Regions from separate parts of the Mus musculus genome. Here regions 2 and 3 are each linked to region 1. Evidence: chromatin contacts called from public HiChIP or PLAC-seq and promoter capture Hi-C data. All regions are on one chromosome and are shown on one strand. Each heading gives the region's core, a stretch centred on a gene start, on an enhancer-like site or on the middle of the called end of the contact. The rest is flanking DNA. Distances are from core to core; before and after follow the strand shown.

Region 1 (4,755 bases), core at 1,086-3,585:
AAAAAATGGAGATAAATAGAATTCCTTTTATGAAAAAATGAGGCTAGTATGAAAATTGAGGCTAGCGGTAGCCAGTTTAGCTGGATACATAGTTCTGCTTTTATTCCCAGAACTTGAAAAGTAAATTGAGTGACCAAGGAATCTCCCTCTTCTTTCATCTTTATGAGGTGGGAGAGTGCTTAGACATGGTAGGTGTCCTCCTTGACAGTTAACAACCTAGTAAAGGCCTGCCGTACAGTGAACTCATTTGCAAAGCTTTACAGCAGACATAACACAACTTTGGGTCACTAGGCAGATTGGAAATTCTTTGTGATCTTAGAGGCCAGGCTGAATGGTGGTGGTGGTGGTGATTGCCTTTAATCCCAGCAGTGGGCATTAAAGTGAGGAGGTAAGAGGTGGGTAGATTTCTGAATTCAAGACCTTCCTGGTTGAGCTGGAGAGACAGCTCAGCAGTTAAGTGTGCTGACTGCTCTGCTATAGGTCCTGAGTTCAAATCCCAGTAACCACATGGCTGTCACAACCATCTGTAATGAGATCTGACACCCTATTCTGGTGTGTCTGAAGACAGCTATAGTGTACTCACATACATAAAATAAATAAATCTTAAAAAAAAAAAAACCTCCCTCTGCAGAGTGTGAGTTTCAGGATAGCCAGGGCTACACTGAGAATCCCTGTTTTGGAAAACCAAAAAAGTGCCAAATGAGACCATATGATTATATTAGCTAATAGAAGATGGAAGCAGGATGAAATCAAAACCAGGGTAAAATTGTCAGAAGAAAAGCCTTTTATGCCGGGTGTGTCTGTTCATATCTTTAATCTCAGCATTTGGAAGCATTTAGGGTTCAAGGGCTAGCCCTGCCTATATAGTGACCAGGTTTATATAGAGATCAAGATAAGGCTACATAGTGATACCCTTAAAATCAATTAAAAAGAAAGATTATACCTGGACAGGACTGATTGTGGGGAGCTGTGACTCGTCTATGTGAAATTATCCTGGCCTACTACCTTTAGTCCTTAACCATTTATTGCCCACAGTTTTGCCTGACCTATTTGAAATTGAATCAGAGTTCCTAGACAATGGTCATTTGACCCCAAAATAAACTTAGGCGTGGAGCTTAACTGTTGAAGCCATGCAAAGTTGAAGACCTAAATTAGGATTGCCCACATCAGTGTTGGGCACAGGAGAGCAACTCCTGGTGAACAGAGACAGAAGGCTTCCTGAGGCTCACTGGCTGGCCAGCCAGTCTAGCTAAAAGTCATTAGTCAATAGCTGTTTCAAGATATAAGATGCCTGCTGTGAGAGTTGGCTCAGCACATAAAGATGTTTGCTGCCTGTTTACCTTAATTTGATTCCAGAACCTATGTAAAGGTGATGGAGAAGTGACTCCACAGAGTTGCTCTGATACATGTGACCTGTGGTGCACGGGAGCACACACAAAATTTAGGACAATAAACTAAGATGGAGATTGAAGAAGGCCTCCAACCATCTCAACCTCAGGCCTCCAAATGCGTACAAAGCATAAACTCCAGGGCTGAAACGGTCGATGGCCCATGGCTTAAGAGCACTTTAAGTGAGCGAGATAGGTGCCTTTCATTTCAACAGAGAGAGCAGAGGCAGGTCACCCACCGAATTAGAGGCCATCCTGGATTACTTGTCTAAAACAAAGCAGTTGGTCTTGGAGAAGATGAAAATTGGGTTTCTAGCATCCACAAGAGGTGATTGCCGACCTGTAAACCTAGCTTCAGGGGATTCCAAATATAAGAGTAGAAGCCGGATTAAAGGCGTGCCCACTGCCCGGGTTGAGGACCCAGTGACCATTTTTTTTTTTTAAGAATTATTTAGCTGGGTGGTGGTGGCACATGCCTTTAATCCCAGTACTCGGGAGGCAGAGGCAGGTGGATTTCTGAGTTCGAGGCCAGCCTGGTCTACAAAGTGAGTTCCAAGACAGCCAGGGCTATACAGAGAAACCCTGCCTTAAAAAAAAAAAAAAAAAAGGAGTAGAAATAAAAGATAAACGCCGGGCGTGGTGGTGCACGCCTTTAATCCCAGCACTCGGGAGGCAGAGGCAGGTGGATTTCTGAGTTCGAGGCCAGCCTGGCCTACAAAGTGAATTCCAGGACAGCCAGGGCTATACAGAGAAACCCTGTCTCGAAAAACCAAAAAAAAAAAAAAAAAAAAAAAACCATTCACACCCGCACAGGACTAGACGTCTGATTTCCAAGCAATATCTGGCAGGTGTTAGTCTCTGACGTCATCTAATGGGCGCCGGAAGTGATCTCGCGCTGCCTAGGAAACAAGACGCGGCTCTGGCTAAACCTGTACAGCCGCGCCCACCCGGGCGCCATGGATCTTTCCTCAGGGCGGAGTGGGGATCCTCGCTCTTGTGAGGAGGAATCTGACCCCGAGCCAGATCCCGACCCTGACACTCAAGCTGAGGCCTACGTAGCCCGTGTGCTTACCCCTCCCAAGCTTGGCCTGACCCCGCGGCGCTCGTCACTGCAGTCCATGTTCTCCGCGTCCCTAGGCGTGCCGGAGCGAAAGGCCGCCTCCAAAGTCCCGGCCGTGCGCCTACCGGGCCTCTTGAGCCTTCCCCCGGAGCTGCTGCTGGAGATCTGTGCCTACCTGGATGCGCGAGTCGTGCTTCAAGTCCTGCCGTGCGTGTGCCAAGCGTTGCACGACCTCGTGCGTGATCGTGTCACCTGGAGGCTACGCGCTCAGCGCCGCGTACGCGCACCCTACCCAGTGGTGGAAGGTATGCACATCCTTGGGAGACAGGAATTTTGGGGTGCTGCCTAATCCTTGTCGACCACAAGGCCACTTGGTTTCCTCAGGAAGTGCTCTGGACCTGGGATTTCTAAACTTAAAATCCAAAGATTTCCGGGTTTGCGCTTTGTTAGCACAAAGGCCCTAGCCCAAGAATTCCCAAGCTTTGGAAACAACTTGAGGCACAAGCAGCAACTAGCATAACAAAGCCTTTGACCCATGGAGTGTTGATCCAGGATTCGTTAAGAGGTTCTGAATTTCTAGACTCCCGATTGGGATCATTAATACCAGTAATCTTTCAGTTCTAGGTCTAGCCTGTCACCTTTTCTATTTTATTTTATTATTTTGGGGCAGGTTCTCATGTAGCTCCTTAGCCTTACAAGTGTTTGGGCTAGCCTTGTCATCTTTGCAGAGCTGTGTTGTTCCTTCTGCCCTTGAGGTCATTGGTTTCTGGAGGAAGAGACAACTTGAAATCGATGATTTTGAGTTTTTGCTGTTGCTTTTAAGGACAGAACTCAGGGCTTTGGCTATGCTAGGTAAATGCTTTATGACGTGTCCCATCCTCAGCATGTCTCGGACATGTTCCTGGTTCTGATATTGCTAGGTTCTCAGGCTCTTGATTCCTCTAATCTGGAAGAGTTTGATTCTTCTGCATTAGGGAGTTGCCCTCCAACCCCGAGTCAGATTTACAAACAGCTTTGATAAAACAGGTGCTTGGACCTCCTCCAGACCATTGAATGGCTGACCTGAGGTTTAGATTCTGACTTGGGAGGGGGCAGGAAGAGCGACTAGGGATAACTTAGGTAAGTTCTCTACTGCCGAGCCATATTTCCCACCCCTTGGCTTCTGTGTCTTGATGTGGCTTCCTGGTTTATAGTTAGAAGGATTTTTTTTTAATTTTTAATTTTTTGTTTTTTGAGACAGGGTTTCTCTGTGTAGCCCTGGCTGTCCTGGAACTCACTCTGTAGACCAGGCTGGCCTCAAACTCAGAACTCCGCCTGTCTCTGCCTCCCAAGTGCTGGGACTAAAGGCGTGCGCCACCACTGCTTGGGTAGTTAGAAGTTTTAACCACTGTGTCCCTGGATCTAAACCCAGAAGAGTTGGTTAATCTTGAGGCCCCTGGGGAGAATTGAGAGAGAAATTACTGTCACCTGGGCTAGGGTTTGAGAATGAAGCCTGTAAAAATGTTAGTCTCGGTTTCTTAGAGCTGGGGTAAATATTCTTAGTTCTGCATGGGAGATGGGTGGTCAGGTAGCCTGAGACAAAGCCAGAGCCTGTGCCTGTTTGGGATCCAGGCAGCATTCTATCTAGGTCTGGTGAAGGTTGGGCTCCCTGACAGCCAGGGCTGGGCTCTGTCAGTTGATGTCCTCTGAATGCCCTGCTCTTGCTACACCATAGAGGAGAACTTTGACTGGCCAGCCGCCTGCATTGAGCTGGAGCAGCACCTGGCCCGCTGGGCAGAGGATGGACAGCGAACCGAGTACTTCTGCCTGGCTGATGGCCACTTTGCTTCCATTGATGCGGTGTTGCTGCTCCAGGTGAGGGGAGCTGAGGCAGGAGGCCAAGCAGGCTAGGAGGTGAGGAACCTCAAGGATAACTAACTCCAGGCTCTCCTTCCCTCCAGGGTGGGGCACTGTGTCTGTCAGGCTCCCGGGATCGGAATGTCAACCTGTGGGACCTGCGCCATCTAGGGAAGGATCCCAGCCGAGTTCTGGTGAAGGCCTTAGGCACCCAGGGCAATAGCACACACAAGGTGAGCAGTCTGGGGGCGGGGGGATAAGAACAGGCTGGGAGGATGCTGCAGCTGGGGGACTGGGTTCTGATGTTAGATTGCATAGACTCGACTCTACCTCTACTGTTGGTATAACTCTTGATGAATTCAGTTTTTACTGTTTTTGGTTAAGATGAAGTTGAAAGTGGACTAAGTATTAATATGCATATGCCATAATTTTGGTCTTTGGCACACAACAGTTGCTCAATAAGCTGTCAGG
Region 2 (4,755 bases), core at 1,313-3,812, 430 kb after region 1:
TTTCCTGCTTGCTTTCTGGGAGGCAGCCCACAGGGAAGGCCTGGCTCACCTCTCTACTTCTTTGCATCTCTCCCTTAATAAACTATTTCTTTCCTTGTAAGAGAAGATGACAGAGAAGCAGCAGCAGCCTCCTATACCACATAAATAACTTCTTTGCAGGGACTTGACAAGTCAGACTCGTTTACTAAGGAATACTTAGAGCTATCTTTGGCTTCTGTTCTCCCTGACACATTCCTCTTTCATGAGTAATCGATTTGTTTGATCAAAGTGTATGGTAGTCCCTTGAGGAGAGATCAACAAGAGTGTGGTGTAACTTCAGGATCCAAGTTCTGCCAAGTCCCACCAGAACTTTCTCCTCAGTTGCTCATGGTAGGTACTGCTGCCTCCATTTCACACATGAGGAGGACAGTGACATGCTTGAAGTCAGGTGACTCAAAAGTGGTTGTGTGCAATTATTCTCAGCCCACCACCACCTCAATTTCCTGCTTCTGTCTCCCCTATACTGCCTCTCCCCTACACTGAATAAATAGTGTCTCCTTTTCCCAAGTTTCATAAGACAAATGTGTTTGTTGCGACTGTGCAAACTCTGGGCTGTTTGGCCTCAAAACTCCCAGAATTACAAAATGTTCAAGACACCAAGGGAAAAAGGAGGCCATTTAACTCAATTTATTTTGCAGATAGGGAGTCTGAGGCAGAGGGAAGGAAATCAACTCCATCATGTCCTCCATCATGTCTTCCATCATGTCCTTCATCATGTCCTCCATCATGTCCTCCATCATGTCCTCCTTGCAGAAGTTTGTGGCTCAGCCTGTTAGCTTACATTTCTTTCTTTTTTATTTTTTTTAAGGAATTTTTTAAAAAAAGATTTATTTATTTTATTTTATTTATATGAGTACACTGTAGCTGTCTTCAGACACACCAGAAGAGGGCATCAGATCCCATTACAGATGGTTGTGAGCCACCATGTGGTTGCCAGGAATTGACCTCTGGAAGAGCAGTTGGTGCTTTTTTTTTTGGTTTTGGTTTTGGTTTTTGAGACAGGGTTTCTCTGTATAGCCCTGGCTGTCCTGGAACTCACTCTGTAGACCAGGCTGGCCTCGAACTCAGAAATCCCCCTGCCTCTGCCTCCCGAGTGCTGGGATTAAAGGTGTGCACCACCACGCCGGGCACAGTTGGTGCTCTTAACCGCTGAGCCATCTCTCCAGCCCCCTAGCTTACATTTCTACCTTTGCACCAATTGCACACTCAACCTAGTCTTGTCCCAAGCTTGCTCCGTGTAGTGGCTATTCCTGGTTTTCAGCTTGACTATATCTGGAATGAACTGCAATCCAGAATTAGAAGGCTCTCTGAGGCATAGTGGGTATGAATCCCAGAAGATTAAGACAGGGAGATCTCTGAGTTCATTGTTATCTGGGATTAAAGGTGTGTGCCATCACACCTTTAATCTGGACTATGCCTTCTGCTGGAGACCTACATAAGGACATCGGAAGAAGGAAGATTCACTCTTCTTTGCCTGCTTACCATGTGGGACTGAGCAACTGCTAGATCCTTGGACTTCCATTCACAGCTGCTGCTGACCATTGATGGGGAGTTGGACTACAGAATGTATGCCATCAACAAATTCCTTTACTATATAGAGACAACTATATAGCTGTTGTTTACTGTATAGTTCTGTGACTCTAGAGAACTCTTTCTAATACACTCCGCATGTGCAAAATGCATGTGTGGAGGGATCTACTGGCTGGATACTTTTGCCCAAAGTAATTGCCACCATGTTCTGTGTAGTCAACAAATATTTACTAAGTGCCTATATAGTGTTAGAGATGTTGTGAAATCAACGGACAGAAACAAAACAAAACAAAATAAAAACATTGTTTTTATCCTTCTGAGTCCTCTAGAAGTATCTAAATGAGGTAAATTTTAGATGCTAGGAAGGCTAGAAAGAAAATAAAATGGATACAATGGATGTGAGGTGGGCCTTCGGATAGAGAGGTGATGCAAAACTGTAGCACTTGGTGTGTGGTCCCTTCCTACAACCTCCCTACCCCCATCCCCCCACCCCACCCTCCCCATACACAGATTTTTGCTAACAAGAACGTTGATTCTGAGAAGGAGACTGGGTGGCATATCAAGTTTCAGTGGCCCTACTTCCTAACCAGCTGCCCCTGAGTGGCTAGGAGAACCATATGGCTGGGATGATGAAACTCAAGGCGAAGAGTGCATCACCACGCATCCCACGTCACTGTAGGTGTCCCGAGGTGAGGGTGAAGGGAGGCGGGGTGTGCATCTAGGGAGAAGCAGCCAAGTAGCAAATAAAAAATTCCAAAAGCCTCTGGAAAGGACAGTCGCTGCCTTAAAGTAGGGATTCTCTGTCACCAAGACCCCGCCCAGACGACCGCTCCCCACCCCCCGCCCAGCCCAGTCTGGCCTGCGCCAGGCTTTAGAGGACTTGTAGTTTATCCGGTTCATCACTGCAGTGTTGATACGGTCAAGACAACTACAAGACCCAGAAGTCAGCGCGCAGGCCCGAGGCGGAGTCGGCGGCGGTGGGTGTGCGAATACAGGGAGCCAGGAGGTGCTGGTGCCAGGCGCCAGGATGCGGTGGCCGGCCACCGGGTTTGGGAGCAGCCCAGGCTCACCTTAACCGGAGCGGTGCGGACGGTCCCGCGGCGACAGGCACGTTGCATACCCACATTAGGCGCAGCTCCGGCAACCTAGCGGTGTAGCGTCTTGGTGCTGCAGTGGCAGGGTGCAAGGTCCCAGTAACCAGAGGGTGGGAATACAGCCCTGGAGCTAGGCTGGCGCTGCCGGCCGAGAGCCTTGGGTTCTTGGGGGACTGGTGTCCACCTGGGGCTGTGCGTGACGTCTTGCTCTCCTTCTTTCTGGGCCAGGGCTAATCTCGGCAGGTTCGCGATGCAGCGGGCAGCGGTGCTGGTGCGGCGGGGCTCCTGCCCCCGCGCCTCGGGCCCCTGGGGCCGTAGTCACAGCAGCGCTGCAGCCGAAGCCTCGGCGGCGCTCAAGGTGCGACCGGAGCGCAGCCCTCGAGACCGCATCCTCACCCTGGAGTCCATGAACCCGCAGGTGAAGGCGGTGGAGTACGCTGTGCGGGGACCCATCGTGCTCAAAGCCGGCGAGATCGAGATGGAGCTGCAGCGGGTGAGCGCAGGGCCTGCGGGGGGCGAGGCCAGGGGGCGTTCATGGCGGGAAGAACTGTGGCAAGCTACTTTGGGGTCCTCCTGAAGGACCTCCAACCCTCCGAAACCCCCCACCCCCTCGGCTTTCAGCTTCTTCTTTGTGCCATTTTTGGCTAAAGCGAGAGAACGCCCCCTCTCTCTCCCGTCACCCACCAGTGCCCCGCATCTGGCACAAAGTGAGGCCTTCGACGGTTCACTTGTTGAATTGTGCCCAGTTATTGAGCGGCCTCTGCTGCCAGGCACTGCGTGTTCCCTAAGTGCCCTACCCTCGTGGATCCCTTGGAAGGGGGAAAACAAGCAAATATAGAAGTGAGAGTTTCAGATAGAGAATAAGTAAGTTCTTTGAAGTGAGACGAAGGGGCTGGGGGGGGGGGTGGCGAGGTGAAAACCCTGTTAAGTAGGAGCGGAGGGAGGAAGGAAGACTGTGTGACTGGCTGGTTTGTTCCCGAACCCTTTTTTCTGGCAGAGGCCTGCTGGGTGTTTGCCAGCCACAGTGGCTTGACAAGACCGGGACTCTGGAAAAGAGATGGGTAGAATTCCTTATTTTGTACCCCGAGAACCTTTGATTGCTATAGTGGGAGAGTTGGGTCCTTATGACCTTAATGAGGTGAACCTGGGACTTCATCTTGGTGATACCAGCCAGGGAGGCTGGCTTGAACTTAGCTGTGTCTCCCTGTCCCAACTAGGGTGGTTTGGCCGTATGTGAAACCAAGTTCTTTGTTCTGGGGCCAAGGTCTGACTATGTAGCCCAGGTTGTCCTCGACTCCACATCCTCCTACCTGCACCTGCTATGCGTCGGGGTTTACAGGCATCCAGGCACAGAACACAATGCCCTGCTAAGATACTGGGTTTTAAACTGGGTGAGATTTGGAAGGCAGAGTCAAGAGGGAACATCACTACTAAGATTAAAAAGAAAACGTTAGCTGGGTGGTGGTGGCACATGTTTTTAATTTTAGCACTTGGGAGGCTAAAGACAGGCAGATCTCTGTGAGCTCTAGGCCAGCCTAGTCTGCAGAGTGAGTTCCAGGACAGCTAGGGCTACACAGAGAAAGCCTGTCTGGAAAAATCTTAGGAAGAAGGGAAAGAAGGAAGGAAGGAAGGAAGGAAGGAAGGAAGGAAGGAAGGAAGAAAGAAGGGAAGGAGAGAAAGAGAAAGAAGAAAAAGGTCACCAGATCATTCTGATTCAAGATGTGGATGGATGGGAGGGTTTCTTGATTTTGTTTCCATACTCAGCAGATCCCAGTGTCTGCAGAGTAGCATGGTCACTCAGTATCCTTGAGTATGTAAGAAGAACTCTTAGAATCTCTCTCTTCTTTCCATTGGAATTTTTTATGAAGCCTACCTACATCAGATACCCAATTCTACTAAAAACGCTGTGTCGGATCCATCAGTGTCTATTGCTGACTCTTTGCAGGGCTGAGTTTATTTATTTATTTTTTTAGATTTGTTTTTATTATTTTAAAATATGTATATGTGTGTAGTTATGTGCACATAAGTGCAGGTGCCCATGGAGACCAGAGAAGTTTCTTGGTGGTACAAGCTTAGGCAGGTCGATTTCTGA
Region 3 (4,755 bases), core at 628-3,127, 340 kb before region 1:
GTCCAGGGCAGCCTCACACTAGGAAGAATTTACAGTCCAAACATCAACAGTGATGAGCCAGTCAAATTCAGTCCAGAATCTGTCAAATTCTTGACCCTCTAAATTTTAGGAAGAGGTGGTGGTCCAAGGCCTAGACTGGACAAATTATAGGCTCATTCCTGCTGGGAACCACAGGTCAACAGGAAGGGCAAGAAGCCCCAAAGGGAGGGTTGGACAGCTGCCCCAACTCTCCAACCCTAACCAACAGGCCCTAGCACAATCCTCAGACCTTGGCCCCAAGTCCAGTAAAACTGACCACAAGGTAGATTCTATGGGCTCTCTGCTGCTTCAACTCCATGTATGTTCCAGATTCTTGGCCCTATCCTTGTGAGCCCTTAGACGGACAGATGGACAGACAGACAGAGAGACAGACACACAGACAAAGAGATGAGGCTACAGGGCCTCCTGCGCCCTCTGGACTCACCTGTCCGGTGGCCTGACCCGAGCCGTCAGAGCACACAAACTGCACAAACTCCTTCAGCGAGTCCTGCCCATGGTGGTGGTGGTAGCGGATGGTTGGGTGTGTGAAATACGGGCTCGACTGCTGGATGATGGACGTGGAAGGGAAGTGCAGCGCTGATGCCGTGGCCCGGGGGCTCCCTGTGTGCACACAGGCAGGGGAGAGAAAGGGTGTGAGAACAGCCACGTGGAAAAGCAAGACACAACGGCTGGCAAAAGGGCTGAGGGTCCTGAGGAAGAGGCAGGATGGGGCAGAAGCACTGTGTCAGGCACAAAACGCCTCAGTCATCTAAGTTAAAAAAAAAATCAATGCAATAAAATAAAATAAACTGGCAGGCTAGTACCTGAGGGCCAGCTGCTTGCTTTTATAAATACTGTTTGCCGGGAGCTGGCGTGGGGGTTAGCTGAGGCAGGTGAACAGCCAGCTACCAGCGCAGGGTTGGGTTGGCCTATTTAAAATTGTTAGGATGTTGCTTTTCTGGTTGGTTTGTTGCTATCTTGTAGCCGGGGCTGAACTTGATGACCTTAAATTCTGGACCCTCGCAGGCACGTGCTGGGCACTTTCTTGTTGTTTGTTTTCGGATGGTTGATTTTCTTTTGTCTTTGCAGTACTGGGGTGTGCTTTCTGCCACCACGCCTCAGTCCCAGCAAACTGTTACAATGTTACTTGCTTCTCATAAGGTTTTGCTCTTGTTTGGTTTTTGAGACAGTCATAGGGCCTCCAATTCTTGATCCTCCTGCCTCAGCCTCCTGTGTGCTGGGATTTCAGGTGTTAGACTCACCCTATGCTTTGCAACTGTTTTTACTGTTTAGAAACAACACACTAATATGTTACTTATTGCCGGTTGAGTTTTTTTAGTATCCTTGACATTTTCCTTCTTTTACCCTTGGCAAACACCTCACTTGCCCCGTCCTAGGTGTGAGCCTGCCTGAAAGGACCGACACCAGATTACCACAGCCCCGTGGTCTCTGGACAAGCAGACCCTGCCTGTGCAGGATCGGCACCCGGCACACACACAACTCCAAATGTGTAAGTGGATGCTTAGGCCCCCCTCATGTGTTGGCCCTGCCGCTGTGAACTCACAGTTCCTACCCCTGTACAGGCCTCAGCTCTTCCTCAAGTTCTCCCCCTTCCTGTCTGTTTCCAATCAGCTCACTCTTGCTCTCAGTTTCATTAGGGGGCTGAGGAAACTTGGCTTCTCTCTGGAGTTCATAAAAATGGAGCGCAGCAGGGTGGAGCCTGCCTCCCTCCTGCCGCCTGCACAAGGCCTGGGCTCCCTGCCCCCACCTTGTGGCCACCACACCCTGCCCCAGTGCTGGCTGCCTCTGGGCTCTAAGCCAGGAGGCCCCAAGGAGGAAGCCGGGAGGTAAACCTCCCTGTCGCGTCCTACAGAAGAGAAGAGAGGCATGGCAGATACAGGGCCATGTGCAAACAAAAGCCAGGCCTTTGCTGCCAGATGGGTGCTGAGGCGGAAGCAGCACGTGCAGGAGGGCCAGGTTCCCGGGTATCCTGCCTGGCCCCACCCTCAGGAAGATCCAGCATCTTCTCAGGGCCTGAAGATGCCCTCAGAGCAGCAAGACAGTCCTTTTCATGGTGAGCCTTGTCCTTCTGGCCCAGCCCTTCACTTCTGGGAAAAGCAGGGAGGCCCAGATTTGGTGCCGGTTTGCTCTAGGACAGACACCAGGAACCTGGACTGCTGAGCAGTACTCTTTCTAATCCACAGGAGAGCAACTTGGCTCAACTACTTGCTGGTGGGGGAGGGGGAGGCTGCATGCAGCTCCCAGTGAGCATGTGCAGACCATGCACCCAACACAGACTTAACACAGCCAGAGTTAGCATGTGGGAGGGATTCTAGGAACCGAGTGGGCAGCCTGGTTCTCAGAGTTACACTGCCCATCCCATGCCACCCCACTGCTGTGCCACGACCCACTTGGGGAGCCCAGATCTATAACTTAGATTGATCCCTGGCCCCCTGTTGCTCCTGGCCAGCTGCCCCTTGCTGTGGCTGCCTCCCGCAGTGTCCCCTTAAGCCCCGCCCCCATCTCTCACCTGGTCTGACTCCAGCAAGCACAGGCAGCGGGTGGTGGGTGAAAGCCATGCGTGGGGAACTGCCCTGAGAGGAGAGGGCGCTGCAGAAGTCCAGCTTTCCTGACTTCTTTAGAGAAGCAGGGCCTGGGGGGAGGAAGCAGCAACACGCAGGTTTAGCTGGCTGGGGTAGGAAGCCAGCTAAGCAGCCCGCTCCTTCTCTTCTCAGCACCCAGCAGCCCTTCCTCCACCTCGGGCCCTGCTCTGCTCCTCCTGGGGCCTGACCTCAGGGGTGCAATCTGGCTACAGTTGCTTCTGCAGAGAGGAAAATGAGGCCCCTGGTAACATGTGGGAGGATATGCTGGGCAAGGGTGGCTGGCAGAGGAAAGCATCCTGCTCCTGACGGTCGATAAAGGAATTAAAATGGGTACAAGGCTGGCATCTAGGAAGGGATGCACGAGGAGCCCACAGATGCCTGCTGGAGAGCCATGAAAGGAGCCAGAGCGCCAAGGGTGGGACGCACAGGCTGGGGGCTGTGACAAGACACCCTGGCCTGAAGAAACCAGCACTCTCTTTCTGGAGAAAAGGAAAAGGGAAAGCATGGTTAGAAGCCCTCCAAAGCAGCAAAAGGAGAACAAAGGCAGGAGCCAGAGCTGGGAGCACCCTGGGAACAACTAGAGGCAAGGACTGCCCTGGCCATAGGGCTCAGAGAGTGGGGCTCTTCTCTGCCCTGTTGCCAAAGGCAAGGGCGGTATTAGCCAGAGACGGGTACAAAAAGACCCCCATCTGGGCTTTGCCTTTGACAGTCAAGAGATTGCAAGCCAACACCATCTCTGTCCAGTATGCACAGTTCCAGGTGACAGGCTGTCAAACAGCTCCCAGGAGCACACTCTTTCGGTATCTCTTATCCTGGACTTAGCTTCAAGGCCATGCCCAGACTGACCAGGCAAAGGTGGAGGTGAGGCAGACTTTGAGCTTCGATCTTTGAGGGATAAATCTATTTGTTTTTGATGGGAAAGGGGGCTGCAGAACAGAAACTCAGAGTTTCAACCACAGAGAGAATTGGGGGGAGGGGGGAGGGCGAGCTCCCAGCGACCAGCAGAGGTGTTATCTGGCGGCAGCTGTGTACCACCTGATAGCTGGCATGATGAGGAGGGGGGAGTGCCCCACCAGCTGTGCACAGCTGTCCCTGCTGCTGCACAGTGCCTACCCAGCTGTTCCCATCCTGCAGCTGGGCTGCTTAATTGGCGATTTGTCGCAGCCCAGGGAAACGACGACAAGTTGGGGTATAAGGGATTCTGGGGGCGCAGTGCATGGCAGAACTACCAGAAGCAGCAGAAATGGGCAGGCGGTAGAGCAGACAGAGGGCAGACTGCAGAAGCCTGGCAAGGGGGCTCTTGGGAACATGGAGTCACAGGCAGTCAGCGGGTCCTCAAGGTACCCTAGCAGCAGTCCTTGCAGATGTCACCTGCCCAAGGGCGAGTCTGGCTGGGACCTGGCACACAGCAATCTTCAAACTTCTCAGCTCCCTCTCTACCCACCTCCAGAGATTCCCCTAGGGGTGTGTGTAGGTCACACTGGCCCAGACCCTGTCTGCCACAGGGAGATCCTGTGAGGGACCTCCAGGTCATGCTGGGGGTGCCTTTCCACAGAGCAGTCCCCATTGGTGCTCGAGAGGGTGGCAAGTCCACTCCCTCTGCCTAAGACCAGGAGGTCAGCTTTGCTTGTCGTTGCACGGGAAGCAGAGCCAAAGCCAGAGGCTGCACCAGCTCTCTCAGCCCGTTCTCTACCAGACACCTGGTTCAAACCATGAAGGCCGGTCCCCAGCCCTATCCAGAGTGTCCCCAGCTCCATCTACACTGGGCAAGTTCTGTATCCACTGTACGTACGATGGCAGGTCTGCACTTTCAGGTCCCAATGCCTCAAGGACATTCACAGCTTTTGGTGTGTATAAATCTGTCCCTCTGGGCTTCTAGGCTGCCTATCTGACCAGCCTGTCCTGGAGCAGCCCTTGGCTGGACTCAGCAGGAAGCCAGCTCAGTGAGGACTGGGAAGGTCTAGGCTGCTTCCTCTGGGCTCGACAGAATCTCTGTTCTTTGCTAGTTTCCCAAGACAGTTCTGCTCTTCCACACCCTCAGTTCTAAGCTTCTCTGTAAAGCTGGGCCCCAGGGCTAGGGTTAGTCTACTTCAAATCTGTCTCCCCGAGGGAGGGCACCCGGCAATGTCTAAGG

What was found. Promoter capture Hi-C pulls out the DNA fragments that hold promoters and counts their contacts. HiChIP or PLAC-seq counts read pairs in DNA pulled down with a chosen protein or histone mark.
Region 2: a contact with region 1 is called in an H3K27ac HiChIP or PLAC-seq map of microglia, with 5 times the contacts expected there. The contact joins the promoter of Gpt2 here to the promoter of Fbxw9 in region 1. A contact is called at or near these places in 3 of 39 promoter capture datasets (the 3T3-L1 cell line, the HPC-7 cell line and cranial neural crest) and 1 of 115 datasets of contacts at active chromatin or transcription factors (microglia).
Region 3: a contact with region 1 is called in a promoter capture Hi-C map of liver, with 2.0 times the contacts expected there. The contact joins the promoter of G430095P16Rik here to the promoter of Fbxw9 in region 1. A contact is called at or near these places in 1 of 39 promoter capture datasets (liver) and 3 of 9 other capture datasets (adipose tissue, liver and pancreatic islet).

What each region holds. Positions count from the first base shown.
Region 1 is chr8:85,057,784-85,062,538 of GRCm38.p6, forward strand. Fbxw9 (F-box and WD-40 domain protein 9) reads left to right here and starts at 2,336. Exons shown (of 10, transcript NM_026791.2): 1 at 2,336-2,753; 2 at 4,163-4,302; 3 at 4,389-4,517. The coding sequence starts at 2,345. It overlaps A230103J11Rik (RIKEN cDNA A230103J11 gene), which reads right to left and starts at 2,677. Exons shown (of 4, transcript NR_110582.1): 1 at 2,624-2,677. It overlaps Mir7070 (microRNA 7070), which reads left to right and starts at 4,303; the gene lies at 4,303-4,388.
Region 2 is chr8:85,490,014-85,494,768 of GRCm38.p6, forward strand. Gpt2 (glutamic pyruvate transaminase (alanine aminotransferase) 2) reads left to right here and starts at 2,563. Exons shown (of 12, transcript NM_173866.4): 1 at 2,563-2,676; 2 at 2,892-3,156. The coding sequence starts at 2,914.
Region 3 is chr8:84,721,180-84,725,934 of GRCm38.p6, forward strand. It overlaps G430095P16Rik (RIKEN cDNA G430095P16 gene), which reads left to right and starts at 1,878. Exons shown (of 2, transcript NR_169084.1): 1 at 1,878-2,092. Nfix (nuclear factor I/X) reads right to left here. Exons shown (of 11, transcript NM_001371053.1): 7 at 2,549-2,671; 8 at 464-639.